3 separate regions of the Mus musculus genome follow, and all the other regions are linked to region 1. The links are chromatin contacts, called in public HiChIP or PLAC-seq maps. All regions are on one chromosome and are shown on one strand. Each heading gives the region's core, a stretch centred on a gene start, on an enhancer-like site or on the middle of the called end of the contact. The rest is flanking DNA. Distances are from core to core; before and after follow the strand shown.

Region 1 (5,165 bases), core at 959-3,458:
ACAGTAAAAGGGAGGGGTAGGCGGGACTTGAGGCTTTACATAATTTTGTAGCGTGTTCACAGAATTTCTGGTCTGTAAAACAATTTGCTGAATTAGGCTTTCTTAGCAGATGTGCTGGGAGCGAGCAGACAATTTCTGCCTTTGTCCCTACTTAGAACTAAACGGCACGCTCTGAGGACCCCAAGAGCCTTCTGCTTAGTTGAAGCGTGCTTGCTTGCTACACGGGGCTAAAACTGGCTTGTTGTGGATATGGCTGCCTTTCCCATCCTGAGACTGCCTGCCTGTGGACGGCTTTGAGGAGTAGCCAGGCACACACTGACTTGCTCACTTTGGTTTCTTGGTTCTCTCTTCTTTCAGACCCTGTGTCATTAGATTTATATTTACTTATAGGTTTATACGTTTAGATATGCCATTTACACTAGCAGCGCAACCTGTTGGTGCCATGGGTGTGACATGAGTGACAGCACATTGGCAGCTTGGAACATTTTTCCACAACAGTTCAATACATTTGAGTGCTACAACTTTTTTTCCTAGTAAACCTAAATTATGCGACATGATTCCGATAGTGCTTCAAGTGATAGTGATGATAATGAACTGCTCAGAGTCGCTTGTAGTGCTTACTCTGTGCAGGCACAAGCCTCCTCATGCAACCCTGCTAGGTGGGGGTACACACGCAAGAACGTGGCACGACACAAAGGCTGCCGCAGTGCACGACTCAGATGTGGAGTGCAATGATGTGCCGTCTGTGCCCTCAGCTCAGGGCAGACTGCTGCCCTACCCACTCTACTCAGTGTTTTCCAGCTCCATCAGCATGGCCTCAGGTGTGCATCTGGGTCACTCACGTAATGAAGATGGAGGCACCCTCTTTTCTTCACCTTTGTATCTGAGCATAGGGACAAGGCTGTTGCCGTAGAACAGAGCAAGCTCTAGTATGGGCAAATCTCAAGTCACTAGTAAGGGCAAATCTCGAGTCTTCGCAGTTGTTTTTTGTTTAAAAATAGTATTTAACCTGGCTGTGGGTTTTCCCTTTGTGGATCCTCACAAGAGATTCCCATGTTGTCTGCCAGTTCAGAGAACAATCAAGTTTGCGTTTTCACTCTTCAACAAACGCAGCGCTAGAGGTGAAGAGGATGCACAGGGTACTGACAGGCAGCCTGACCTTACGTTCCCTCAGCACTTCTGGAGAATAAACCAGAAATGGGAAGCAAGGTCCTCACCTTACTTCTGTACACCTCACTGGACAAGGTGTATGTGTGCGCATGTGTGTACACATGTATGTGTGTGTTTATATGTGTGTATGATGTATTTGCACATGTGTGTGTGTGCACATGTGTGCATGCGGGCTTGACCACACCAGCGGAGCCCAGCTGGTGACACTCCTCTTCTCAGGACAAGCAGGAAGAGTTTAGATCAAGCTCTGTCCCTCTCTGTGATGTGTGAGGGTGCTCACACTACCATTGCTTTCTGTCCAGCTGCTTCCCTGAGGTTTTTCTCTCGGTTAGTGTTCTAGGTGTCAGACAGTCTGTCTGTCTGTCCTGCCTCTTCTGATGCTTGTTCTTTCCAGTCTGCATTCACTGCACTATTCTTCGGCATTTGGTGTGGCCAGCCCATGCAACCTTTTGACATGAAATGAACTGTTTTAGAAGATACTCTTCAGTGCTAGCAGCCCCTCCCTCCTCCTTGCGTGCGTGTGTGTGTGTGTGTGTGTGTGTGTCCAGCTTAAGGAGGCTTTAATTCATCCTCCTGCACGTCTGCGGCGCTTGATTAGAAGGAAGTCGCACATGCCGGACTCACTGCTCTCTTCTATTCTAAGACTATTTGGAACTAATGAGAACGTGATTTCTGGCAAGAGGTATGTCACGTGGAGACACAGACGAGAAGTATCAGCAGGTGGATTCGCCTCTAGCGTTTGCCGTGAGTCAGACACGCACGGTGAATGTAATTAGGTTTACTAAAAGACCTTGTTGACTTTGTGAGCTGGCAGTGTCTCCCTTGCTTCCATACAGTTTTTTGTTATCTGTTGTTGTTGTTGCCTGTGGAGGTGGAGGTGGTGGTGGTGATATTGACTCTGTTATAGGCATGCCTGCAGTCTAGAGCCCCTAATAGAGGTACTTGTGGGAAAGCAGCAAAGGCCTCATCTGAGCCTCTTCTGTTCTGTTCAGCGAATTCATTGGTGCAGCAACAATGCCATATGTGGGGCCGTGCTTGGCAGAAGGAATGCTCTCAGGGAGGGGTGACTCAGAGCCCAAAGCCAGGCTGCACTATTTAGCTGCCGGTGGTGGCAAGGCACTTTAATGTATAATGCCTTGGGCCTATTATCTAACATAAGGCCAGGGACATAAAACTCAAGGACTGATGTCTTACCCATTTCATTAGACCTTAAAGTCTTTAACACCTGGTGGGGCGGTGGGGGGGGGGATTCCTTTTTTCTTTTTCTTTTAAAGATTTATTTATTTATTATATGTAAGTACACTATAGCTATGTTCAGACACTCGAAAAGAAGGCATCCGATTTCGTTACGGATGGTTGTGAGCCACCATGTGGTTGCTGGGATTTGAACTCAGGACCTTAGGAAGAGCAGTCAGCGCTCTTAACTGCTGAGCCATCTCACCAGCCCCTCCTTCCCCCCCCCCCAAAAGATGCTTACCGGATTGGATGATAGATGCGTGATATTTGAAACAACCAGTTTCAGATATGCACTTTGAAATGCTCACTTCTTACTTTATGATTTGACGCAGAAAACGTATAGGGTTTTCTGTTTGTGGTTGGCAATCATGGAGAAGGCCGCCTCACCTGTAGTGGTCCACACACTTTCCTTTAAGGCTGGCAGAGGAGGTTTTTTTTTTTTGTTGTTGTTGTTGTTGTTTTTTTTCCTTTGTGAGGCTTTATAGAATTACTAAAAGTAAACATTTATGACCCACTTTCTGAATTCTAAGCATAGCCTATTCTCAGCATAGCCTATACTTTATTTTGTTCCGTATTGTGGCAGTACTCTATGATATGAAGGCTATTGAGGGTAAGAATCAGCCATTGAAATAAGTAGGAAGTTCTCACTGACTTATGGAACATTTATCCCAGTTGTATCTCTCATGGCAAAGCGTTGAATCCTTTACCCATCACACTGGCCAGGAGCTGGCTCCATGTTCTGCTATCTGCTCTGGTTGGGTTGGAGTAAGAAGGAGTGGGCGGATTTCCAGAGGGAGGCTGCAGATGCTGGAGCTGTAAACACAGGGAACATGAGACTTAAGACCGGGGATAGGCAGGTGTATTGGGCTATATTAGGACAGCCAGGGGAGGCCCAGATGAAGGCACAGAATCTAAGGGGGGCCAAGAGGTGGGCACCTCCAAGTTAAATACAGAGCTTAGCGGAGGTGGCAGCTTCAGACAGGCAGGGGGCTGAGGTGGGCAGAGAACAGAACTGGTCTGCCTTTGAATTGCTTTACCACTGGGAATCGTGAGTCAAACTCTGAGCAAACACTGACACATTTTTGACACCGGGCCTGGAAAAGCCAGTGCGTCCCCAGAGTCAGAGAGGAGACAACATTTGCCAGGCAGCTCTCCTGTCATTGTGGGGCTGCCTCACATGCACCTGTGGATGGCCTCTCCCATTCTGTGGTGTGCACATTTGTCCGTGTGTCCCAGCCTTTAAGTAGGGTTATTGTGCGTCGCTCTCTCACCTGTTGCAAGGTTGGCACGGCTTCGCCATGAGTAAACCCAGGAATCTGAGCTTTTCTCTCACTGAAGTTTCTGGTTTCAACCAGAAGAGTCTTTTGAATGTGCACGGTAGGATCAGTGCAGAGTTTTCCAATGGCCCGGGCCCTCTTCGACACCACAGAGATTCTTATTCAGGGGAGTAAGTACAATTCCCTCCCTTCTGTTCCGTGCTTCAGTTAGAGGAGAAAGGCTTATGCTATTTTAGATGCAGCTGTTAACAACAGTCCTATTTTCTTAAGAGCTGGGCTTGCACTGCTCAATGACAGAGATCCGAGAGCAAGCTGAGGACAATTCTATGATAATGAATAGGAGATGCCTCCAGACGCACAGCTCTTCTGTGTGGGGTCAGTAGTCTCTGCAGAGGACACTGTGACAGACTGGCCCTGTTCCCTGAGTGGACTTACTGTCTATTCCTGAGGAGGAAAACAAAAACCCAGAGGTGAAGGGTGCACAGGGCTTGATAGTTGGGCTTCATGTGTCGGGCCTGGGAAGTGAAGTTCTGATGGGTGTAAGGGACCCATGGCTGGTGACATGACATGTTTTCACGACTGTCGACTCGGGAGTTTGACTGAGCCTAAGCCCAGTTGTCCAATTGCTTGGCCTTCCAAGGAGATAATTGCAGCGACAGGAGTAAACACCCACGCTAAGCACTGAATGTCCACGCTAAGCACTGAATGTTTTAGTAACTATTCCAAGCAAAACAAGACTGGAGCTACCTAGTGTTAGAGTGTGTCTGTATTAACTGTTTCGTGAGTATTGTGGACAGTAACTCTTCCTTAATGATAGAGTCGGAGAAACAGACTACTTAACTTCCTTGTCCATTTGATTTCTCTCCTCTCTTGAGCCATCTCGTTGATCTCGTGAGCAGTAACAAATGTCCATTTCCTTTTGAGACAAATCGGGAAGTGACAGTTCATATTAAAACAGGAAGCCCTTTGGATCACCAGTGTTTTCCTCCCAACACCCCGCACCACGTGTAGCTTTAAAACATGATTTACGATGCATTGGAGTGGTGGGAGAGTCACAGTGGTCAGGTATGGGCTGGAGGCACACAGGCTCCTAGGATTTACCCAGTGTGGTATTTGAAAGCTGCAAGACTTTGATAAAGGCACAAGATCATTGTTTCAAACTAGTGTCACTGGGAACAGTATGGCCGGAGGTGGGGTTCTCTTCTGTCTCTACTCTGGGTGACCTCAGGAAGATCATGGAGCCATGTAACGAGCAGTTCTCCCTGGCTGTTACCTCCTTGGAAGGCCAAGCACTTGGACAACTGGGCTTAGGCTCAGTCAAACTCCCGAGTCGACAGCCATGAAAACATGTCATTGTGCTTTAGCTAATCAAGGGACGCAAACTACTCTTTGCCAAGACCTCCCTCTTGTTTCTTAATCACCGTGCTCTGCCCATACCTGTTCCCCATCGCCATCCTCCGTTGCAGTGATGGGGCGTCACAG
Region 2 (5,165 bases), core at 1,430-3,929, 220 kb before region 1:
AAGGAGAGACCAGTGACAGGCAGCTTACTCTGGTGAGCTCTGAGCAAGCTAATTAAAGGTCTTTATTGCCAAATACAGAGAGGGCAGAGGGGAGAGAAGGCTGAGAGTGATAAACCACAGAGCTATTCTGAGATCCAAGCAACATAGAGACAGCCCTACCCCGGGGGCTCTTTATCGCCAAATAACAGCAGTTTGGCTACAGCTAAGTTTATCAACATGGCAATTTTCATTCCTTTTCCTACCAAAAGAGGTGCCTTGAGCTATATAACATAGACGCTAATCTTCCCATGGATTTTAAAACCTGGAGCTGCAGGATCAAAGGTGTGTGCAGGGTAGTTTATTTGAGGCCTCTCCCTTCAGCATACAGACGACTGTTTTCACACTAGGACCTCATGTGGTCGACCCTTCCCTCTGGCTGTGTATGCCCATGTTCTCATCATCTCTGTTTGCAAAGGTGAGCAATCAGATAGGACCGGGGCTCCCGCTTACAGCCTCATTTGAGCTCTTTCTCAAAAGACACCATGTCCAAACACAATTGCGTCTTGGGGTACCAGAGGGCTGAGACTTCAACCTGTGAGTGCCACGACGGGAGTGAGTTGGCCTGGATTATACAGTGGGGATCTGATACAGTCTTGTTAGCATCTGCTTGTTGACTACAGTACTGACGTCTTTGTTCTAAGTAGAAAGTACTGCTTACTTACTGCAGGATTTGGGCCTCTTTCCCTCCCCTCACTGATGTTCTTCGAAGCCCTGTCAGATCCTTAGCCACTGCTGCAGCTTCACCTGCTGCCTCTCTCCAGAGGGCCCTCCTCTTGTCTCCACTGGGCTTCAGCTCCTCATGAGGCCATGTTTTCTGGCCGGACTGCTCAGCTCTCAGCCTCCTTCTGATCCACTGCTGGCTATAGGCGAGGACCGGTCCTCGGGACTGTCCTCACCACTGTCAGCGTAGCACACAGAGGTCGCTGTCTGTTCTTTGGTGATCTCCAGTCTCTGGACAGTTCCTGAGTTGGCCCTCCTGGAGGAGACTCTCCAGTCAACAATGGTTTCCTTCTCAGAGGTAGGCCTTGCTTTGTGTTTCGAAATGAACAGTCAGTGGGCATCCCAGTCCAGAACGGGATGCTCAGAAATGACCCACTAAGCCCACAGATTTCCAAGAGGAAGATTTTTAATTTTGTTCCTATGTTCAAAAGTCCAGGACCACATCCTGTGGTAGATGCTATCCGAAGACTCAGCCCACGTTCCCCAGTCTCACTCTACTGGCCCCACCTGGAAGCCGCATCAAAAGAACTGATCCTTCATGTTTGATCTCAGGGCAGAAATGCTGGCCTGTGGGAATTTTATCATAATGCCCAGTCTGGGGTAGCTCTCACCTACAGCTTTCACTACTAAGCCAATGTAGAGTACTAACTCTGGGCAGATGTATCACATGGAGTTTAACAAATACCACACCAGTATCCCATCTCCTGAAGACGGTCTCACTGTAAGTCAGTCATAAACAGCAATCAGGCTCCATAACTGCTTGTTATTTGTTTAAAAGAAAAATGAAGTAAAATGCCATTCATTTCAGAGCAAGCATCTGAGGAGCACTAGAGTTATGATAGAAACTTGGGACAAGGGCTTATAAGAATGTGGGCAGGCTGCAGGCGTGAGTCAACGGGGAAAGGGCTGGCTGCACAAGCTAGGGATGTGAATTCAGACCTCAGTACCCATGGAAAGCTGAAGTGCAGAGGCTCACACCCATAAACCCAAACCCAGCAGCAGCAGGAAGAGGCAGCAAGAGCCTGGAGGCTCTCAGACCCGCTGGCCGACCTGAACCACCGCTCCTTGAGAAACCCAGTCACAAAATATAAGTTAGAGACTGATAGAAGAAAGACCTCCCTCCATGGCAGCCAATGCATGTGCATGCAAAGTAAATCTGCACACACACACATACACACACACACACAGCCAGTACACATACACACAAAGTAAACTTCCATAGAGAAAGAGGTGGGGGAGGGCAGGCTCTGGCCAATATACAAACATGCAAAGTAAATCTGCACACACACACTTGTGTGCATGCACACGCATGTATGTGCACACACACATACACACACACACACACAGCCAGTACACATACACACAAAGTAAACTTCCATAGAGAAAGAGGTGGGGGAGGGCAGGCTCTGGCCAATATACAAACATGCAAAGTAAATCTATGCGTGTGCACACACAGGGGGCTGGGAGGGAGAGAAGAAGAGACAGGGAGAGAGAGAAAGAGACAGAAAGACAGACTATGGCCAATACTCACATGCAAATTAAAACTACAGAAACACCACAAAGAGACAGTCTCTGGCTGTGCAAACATGCGCATGCAAAGTAATCCTACTTGCTGTACACACACACACACACACAGAGAGAGAGAGAGAGAGAGAGAGAGAGAGAGAGAGAGAGAGAGAGAAGGCAATCTATATGAAGGAAAAGAGGAAAGAGGCAAAGAAATGGAGGAAGGAGAGAGAAAGGGAAAGAGGAAAAATAAAATGACAAAAGCAAAATGGGAAGGAAAGGACAGAGTGAAGGAGGGAGAAGAGAGGGAGAGAGGGAGAGAAGGAAGGGGACAGAGGGTAGAGGAGAGAGGGCAGGGAAAGGAAGGGACTGAAAGGAGGGGAAGGGACAGAAAGAAGTGGGAGGAGTAGGAGGGAGCGAGGGAGGGCGGGGAAAATGGAGGGAGGGAGAGGAAAAAAAGAGAAAGGGAGACGACAGGAATGGGGAGATTACTAAGACACTGAAGGAGAGAAGGACTCTTCCGCAGAATGAGCCGTTGTACTTTAAACACAGTCGGCACTTCACAAGTGTTTGCTGAATTGAACCGAACTGCTCAAGTGTAGTTAATACTTCCAGCCTCACTTTCTAAGTATTTTCTCTAGAGAGAAGTGAAAGCAAAAGAAAAACACCCAGCCAGCCAGCTCCTCGGCCTTCCGAGCACAGGTGGGGCGGGGCTGGGGGGACGGGCTTGCCCTGGATGGAGCAGACAAAGGGAGCCACCCAGCTCTCCAGGCTGGTTCCCTGGAGATGAAGCAATCCGGGAGATAAAAATATCCTTGGCAGATGATTTACGCTCGAGTTCAGCCGCTGGCTTTCATTCCTAAATAAAGTAACCTAGAGCCGTTCCACTCTTTTTTTTTTTTTTAACCTGTTTGTTGAAGGCCACAAGACAAAGCCAAATGCAAACAGCATAGAGGTATAAATACACTCCCCGGTGGCCCCGAGCCAGGAAAGAGCTAAGCATGACAAAATGGGAAAATGTAACAGGTGAGCTTCCGCCTGGAGTCTTAAAGCAGCCAAGAAAGATGCGGTTCTTAGAAATAGCTATGTTTGCAGGATCTTCTCTCTGATTCTGAGACCAGCTTCATGAGTCCCATTACCCAGACATGAGGGAGACGGGAGTTCTGCCCTCCCTAGGGAAGGTTAAGTTCTATGAGGTCAGTTTTCAGCAACATGACACCGTATGCATTATATTTTTACTTCAGTGTCTATAACCACAGAAACACACCTTTTGCAGTATTGATGATAATTCTCCAGAGCTGCCAAAAATCTTGTCCCTGTCAACCTTGGCTTAGGGTCAATGCTAACACGGAGTAGCACTGAGGGAATGATGTTGTGTGGTGTTACCACAAAACAACTGAGTCCTGCTTCTGTTTCTCTCTCCGTTCTTCTCGCTGACCTGCAAACCTTTCCCACCAATGACTTACATAAACTAGAAGCTGCTTGCTTGGCTGGGGAGACAAAGAATTATAGAAAGTATTTACAAAGATATGATCCATCATGTAATTACCACAGGATACTCCCATAGGATGTAAATTTCTAGAAGGGATATTATGTTTCTTATTTGTTTTTGTTTTTTAAGACAAAGATTCCTGATGTAGCCCGAGCTGGCTGAAAACTTAAACCCCTTTTGCCTCCTTTCCTTTGTTTGTTTGTTTGTTTTTTGGGTTTTTTTGAGACAGGGTTTCTCTGTGTAGCCCTGGCTGTCCTGGAACTCACTTTGTAGACCAGGCTGGCCTCGAACTCAGAAATCCACCTGCCTCTGCTTCCCAAGTGCTGGGATTAAAGGCGTGCGCCACCACCGCCCGGCTTGCCTCCTTCCTAAACACCGAGATCACAGATATGTTTTCTTCAGTGTAGAAATATTATTGGTATATTCAATCAACCTAAAAACATTATCCTATGTACCTTTTCTAGATACAAAACTGTATATACATGAATTTATTACAGGGGGAAAAAAGGCAGGGTTTCTCTACATAGCCCTGGCTGTCCTAGAACTCACTATGTAAACCAAGAAGGCTTCAAACTCAAAGAGCTCCACCTGTCTCTGCCTCCTGATTTCAGGGATTAAAGGTATGAGCCACTTCAGCTGGCAATTAAAGGAAGTTTTTAAATAAAGAAAAAATAAAATCCTGTTTAAAGTTACTAGCTAGAAATGATAGCAGTACTTTGTTGTATGCTTTTACTTTTGCATTCTGTATGTACTCATAGAAATATATCCCTTTAAAAACCTATTTTTTCACCATTAATTTGTAAAGATACAGTTTAACTTTTTATTACATCTCTTTGTTTGTTTTTGTCTATTCCGTGAATGCATGTGCACACATGTCAAAGTGCATATGTGGAGGTCAGAGGAGAACTTTGAGAAATTGGTTCTCTTCTTCCACCATGTGAGTCCTGAAAACTTGAACTCAGGTCTTCAAGCATGGTGCTAAGTGCCTTCACCCCAGAGCCTTCTTAGCAGCCCATAAACATAGTTTTCAACAATGTTTTGGAAGCTGGAGGGCTTACAAACTTGATAGGTAAAAAGACACATATCAAGTTAGCTTTTTTGTTATGCTGTTGAACAAGAAACATTTGCGGTGCATGGAGGTTCTTGTCTGAAGGTTGAGACAGGACGAAAAAGAGTCTGAGGGTAACCTGGGTTACACAGTAAGACACACCTCCAAAGAACAAAACCAAAACCAGAAGCAACAAAACCCAAGGGTTGACAACGTAGCTCGGCTGGAAGAGTCCTAGAATGTGCAAGGGCCTTGATCAGATCCCAGCACCACCCAAACCTAAAACAGCACACCTGATCATTTTAACTCCTCTAGCTTCACAGATTCACACCAAGAGAAAATTAGAGGCAAAGGATGTAG
Region 3 (5,165 bases), core at 1,052-3,551, 140 kb before region 1:
CACATGGCTATAGTGGGACCATAAAGAGGCTTGCTCACATTGTGTGTGTAAGAAAACAGCTCAGAACACTGTCAACAGGCCAGACGCCCCAGAGCTCCCGGGGACTGGACCACCAACCAAAGAGTACACATGGAGCAACCCATGGCGCTGGCCACATATGTGGCAGAGGATGGCCTTGTTAGACATCAGTGGGAGGAGAGGCCCTCTGGCCTGAGGGTGTTCAATGCCCCAGTGTATGGGAATACCAGGGCAGGAGTGGGTGGGTGGGTGAGTGGGGGAGCACCCTTATAGAAGCAGGGGGAGGGAGAGGAGGAAGAGGGTTTCGGAGATCTGAAAAGGGGAAAACATTTGAAATGTAAATAAAGAAAATACCCAAGGGGGAAAAAGAAGGAGAGGGAGAGGGAGAGGGAGAGGGGAAGAGGGAGAGAGGGAGAGAGAGAAAGAGAGAGAGAGAGAGAGAGAGAACGGCAGGCAGGCAGGCAGGCAGGCAGGCAGGCAGGCAGGCAGGCAGGCAGGCAGAAAGGAAAGAAAGAAAGAAAGAAAGAAAGAAAGAAAGAAAGAAAGAAAGAAAGAAAGAAAGAAAGAAAGAAAGGAAGGAAGGAAGGAAGGAAGGAAGGAAGGAAGGAAGGAAGGAAGGAAGGAAGGAAGGAAGGAAGGAAAGAAAGAACAGCTCAGACAGGAATTAGGGCCAGGCTAAGTCTCAAAGCCCACTCTAACCCCAAACTCAAAAAAGATCCATCTCCTCCAGCGAGGCCCTACCTCCCAAAGGCTCTGAAACCTCTCAAAAAAAAAAAAAAAATCCCAAAAGCAGAAGATCAAATATTCAAACCCAATGGGGGACATTCTTACACCTAAAATATAATAGCATCAGAAGTGGCAAGGCATCAACGTGTACCAGCAGACTGCCCTGCAAAGCAAGATGACTGTCTGATGAAAAACTCAGGAAATTCCTAAGTCATCCACAGTGGTACAAGGCCTGTTGGAATCAAACACACTGGCAGAGCTGGAGGGTTGACGCAGCTGTTAAAAGCATTTGTTGTTCTTGCAGAGGACCTGGGTTCTTTTCCCAACACCCACATGGCGGTTCACAACCATCTATAATTCTAGTTCCAGAGAATCCAATGTCCTCTTCTGACCTCCGCAGACACCAGGTACACATGTACACACATGAAGTAATAAAATAAATAAGCCTAAAATAAAATTTTAAAACCATCGATCCATCAATGGCTATGGTATTACACTGCTTATTTACTTTTGTAATTTTTAAAGATTGGTTTGTCTTTATTTTATTTATCTTGGTGTTTTGCTGGAATGTATGTCTGTGTGAGGGTGTCAGATTCCCCTGGAACTAGAATTGCAGAGAGTTTTGAGGTGCCAGGTGGGAGCTGGAAATTGAACCCTGGTCTTCCAGAAGACATCTAAGTCACCTCTCCAGTCCGTATGCTTATTATTTTCAAAGTCTTTGACATCAAAGGAGCCATACAAATGGGTCTATGAGGGAGAATTCGTTCTACTATCTTCACTTGAGATTTTCAACTGCAAACCAATTGATACTATAAATCAAACTTTTTAGTGATAATATCTAGTAGCACAATGGACTAACTAAATATGAAATAGAAGGCGGACGAGGTAACTCTGTGATACATAATATAACCTGCTCTTATAGAAGACTCGTGTTCAGTGCTGAGCATTCACGTCAGGGAGCTCGTAAGGGCTTGGAATTGCAGCTCCATGTGATCTGACACCTTCTGAACTCCATGAGCATTCCACTAATGTATATGTGTGTGCACACACAAACACACAGAGAGAAAGAGATAGTTGCACATATACACATAATATTTTAAATAAAATATTTTAAAGACACAAAATAGTAGTTATAAATAAAATATAGAAATGGATATCTATAATAGAGCTTTGCTTATACTAAACCATATTGACCTAAAAACGAACGTATCTGACATGAATTTGTAGACACTTTAAAACTTCAATAAATAATGCTATTGGATTGGTCTAGTAATGTTGGTGTTTATTGGCTAGTTAGCTATCTTTAACACTTTGAAAATTATTTTCTGTGTCTGAGTTAGGGTTTGGAAGTGACAAGATGCTGCACTCCACCAATCTGAAGTGTCAGGATGCCCTACCCACAAGTCTGTCTCGGAGTAGCTGCTGTTTTCTGACCTCTTATCCTCTGCCAGGTAGTGACGTAGTAGTCAAGCTGAACTGTCTCATTCCACAGCTGACTCATTCGTGAAAACCACATCTAACTGTGGTTTCAGAGCTTTCTTCACGTGATGTCTGACCCTCGCTGGCTCTAGCCGGCAAGGACTTTGAAGTCTTTTGTCCTAATGCTATGATCTCAACATTTGTCATCTCCAAACCCCGTGTTGGAATTTAATTGCAATTGTAACAGAATGAGGAAGTGTAACCAAAAAAACCAATTAGGCCAAGAGTGTTCAACTATAACAGGTGGGGATAATACCATTATGACAGGATCCGTTTGGCCCCCTCTTGTCTCTTACCCTTCTGCCTTTTGTTATGTAAAGGTTCAGGCAAATTTCAAGGCTCCATATTGCAAGAAGATGACAGTGAGCTTTATCAAATACTGAAACTGTTGGTGTCCCTAGCCTAGAACTTGCACCCTCCAGAGCTTCCAGCAATAAATTTGTATTAGCATGTTTATAAGACAGTGATGTTCTGTTATAGGGGCATAAATGAACTAAGATACTTACTTTATTGCACTAAAAGAGCCCACTGGGTGCCTGGAATAAAAAGAAAGAAAACGATGGGAGTGGCCAGGCACACCTGCCACCTCCTCCTTTTCCACCCCATCCCTTTGGAAAGATGCATGGAAGTTGGGAAAGCCACCATTGTCATGGACCAAGGAGATTCAAACCAGTTTACCTCAACTGGGCAAACTGAAAGAGCGTCCTGGTTCCTTTGGCTTGTTCTGTTCAGCAGTGAGAAGAGCATGACTTCCCTGAATGGGCCATTCTTCTAGCAAGAAAGGCTGGAATACTAGAGGAGCATCCTCTTCCAGAAAGTTAGAGACTTCAGGATAAAGGATCTCCACTGGATCTGGTGTAGCTTGTCTGTCTGTCCTGCCTTCCCTTTCCCAGAATTCCAATCATCTCCTTACCACTTAATTTAAGTGACATTATCTCCTTTCTGAAAGAATATTGGACATAATAAAGTCTCTCTGGTATATTAGGGATGATACGTAGCCTTATTCATGACACTAGGTATTTACATACCAGGACAAAAGTCTTCTAAATTCAACATTTAGGAGGTAGACTTTGACGATCACCTGAGGGTTATACATAGTAACATAAACCTGTGGCCCCAGCACTCAAGAGGCTCAATCAGGAGAATCCTAAGTTTGAGGTTAGCCTGGGCTACACAAGGAGATGCTGTCTCAAACTACTACATTCCCCCAACACCCAAAAGTAACTGCACTTGGCAGAGCTAGGAATATAACTCATGGCAGGGCACTTATAGACCACATGAAATACACCTTTAACCCCAGCACTCAGGAGGCAGAGGCAGGCAGATTTCTGAGTTCAAGGCCAGCCTGGTCTACAAAGTGAGTTCCAGGGCTATACAGAGAAACCCTGTCTCGAAAAACCAAATATATATATATACACTTAGTCTGATCCCAAACATTCAAAAGATATTACTCAATGTTAAAAGTATTATTTTTTTACTTTTATATTCTACATTACCACTTTTCTAAAGGTGACTTTACAACACATAGAATGATATGTTATATATCCATCCCTATAACCTGAGAGCTGATGGCTTAAATGGTCATCACCAATGCCTCGAGTTTATTAAATGGAAGATATCTTCCATACCTCAATTAAAGATGTGAAATGCCACCCTCATTGGTCGTAATACATTAATTTAACTCCATAAGAAGTATAAATTGTTTATAACTCACACTGAGAGAAAAGGGAAGTGAAATTCAATGTCATCTAAGGGTGAGAAAAAAAATTATTCTACAGAACAGTCCATCTCCAGTAATTTCTTAAAATTACTTTACTATTACATATAGTCTCAGTAAGTATTTTCTGAGTAGATGAACTTGAATGGAAAGATGGCTTGAATGGAGAGATGACTGCAGCAGTGGAGAACACGCAATGTTCTTTCAGAGGAGTTGAGCTCAGTCCCCCATGCCCACACTGGGCAGCTCACATGTACCTGTAACCCAGCACCAGAGGATCTAACACCTTCTTCTAGATTTCAGACACAAACCACATACATATCATTAAAAAGGTAAAAATCAAATCTTTTTAAAAATTGAATTAAAATGAAAGAAAATACAGGAGACTAGAGAGAACAAAGAGTGTTATCTTATTTTCTTATTCTATAAAGGGTTTTTAGAATAAATTTTGCTGGGCTGAAGAGATAGTTCAACAGTTAAGAGCACTGACTGCTCTTCCAAAGGTCCTGAGTTCAATTCCCAGCAACTACATGGTGGCTCACAACCATCTATAAATGGGATCCAATGCCCTCTGCTGGTGTGTCTGAAGAGAGCCAACAGTGTACTCATATACATAAAATAAAATCAATAATTCTTTTAAAAGAAAAAAATAGAAAATGGAGTTTTTATATCACACCAAATAGTAGTAGTCATAGTAGTAGTAATAATAACGAATAATAATAATAATAAATAATAATAATAATTTAAAATAAAACATTTCTAAACACAAACAGGTAAAATTCTAAAATTCCTAGAGAAAACATGGTAGAGAAACTAAATTAAACAATGTACATTAAAAAAAACACTTTAATAAATAAATTAAAATTTGAAACTTTGTGGTTCAGTGGAAACGAGAAGCACATGGAGAATGCAAAGATATACTTGCAAACTATATATATGACAAAGGACTTGTAGCTAGAATATATTGGAACAACTTAAAAATTAATAATGTAAAGAAATAAATGCCAATTTATCAAGTGCCTGAATTGATATTTCTCCAAAAGAATATGTAAACTGCCAGTGAGTATATAAAAACGATGCCCAAAGTCATAACTTTTAAAGGGGATCTAAGTCAAAAGCATAAGGAGCCAATTGTTTTCCATTCTGGGATATCTCAGATCAAAACAGAGAAGCATAACAAGTGGGTGTGGCTAGGTGCAGAAGAGGGCTCCCTCCTTCCTATTTC

The links. HiChIP or PLAC-seq counts read pairs in DNA pulled down with a chosen protein or histone mark.
Region 2: a contact with region 1 is called in an HNF4G HiChIP or PLAC-seq map of pancreatic cancer cells. The contact joins two enhancer-like sites. A contact is called at or near these places in 18 of 115 datasets of contacts at active chromatin or transcription factors (VIP interneurons, bone marrow-derived macrophages, differentiating embryonic stem cells and 12 more).
Region 3: an HNF4G HiChIP or PLAC-seq map of pancreatic cancer cells shows a contact between it and region 1. The contact joins two enhancer-like sites. A contact is called at or near these places in 3 of 484 Hi-C or Micro-C datasets (B cells, the C2C12 cell line and muscle stem cells) and 4 of 115 datasets of contacts at active chromatin or transcription factors (bone marrow-derived macrophages, differentiating embryonic stem cells, embryonic stem cells and 1 more).

The regions. Positions count from the first base shown.
Region 1 is chr15:27,940,679-27,945,843 of GRCm38.p6, reverse strand. The region is part of intron 1 of Trio (triple functional domain (PTPRF interacting)); the gene reads left to right. Among named protein-coding and RNA genes, the nearest start is that of Gm29975, 52 kb to the left of the region's middle. Within about 2 kb of position 2,208, at least 98 of the 459 cell types and tissues checked have an H3K27ac peak or open chromatin away from gene starts, as enhancers often do. A contact at or near this core is called in muscle stem cells, oligodendrocyte precursor cells, pancreatic cancer cells and 1 more, where this site is marked.
Region 2 is chr15:28,156,910-28,162,074 of GRCm38.p6, reverse strand. It overlaps a transcript of Dnah5 not described here. Among named protein-coding and RNA genes, the nearest start is that of Dnah5, 44 kb to the left of the region's middle. Within about 2 kb of position 2,679, at least 278 of the 459 cell types and tissues checked have an H3K27ac peak or open chromatin away from gene starts, as enhancers often do. A contact at or near this core is called in oligodendrocyte precursor cells, pancreatic cancer cells and stem cell-derived neural progenitor cells, where this site is marked.
Region 3 is chr15:28,078,462-28,083,626 of GRCm38.p6, reverse strand. No RefSeq gene overlaps it. Among named protein-coding and RNA genes, the nearest start is that of Gm31458, 14 kb to the right of the region's middle. Within about 2 kb of position 2,301, at least 67 of the 459 cell types and tissues checked have an H3K27ac peak or open chromatin away from gene starts, as enhancers often do. A contact at or near this core is called in muscle stem cells and pancreatic cancer cells, where this site is marked.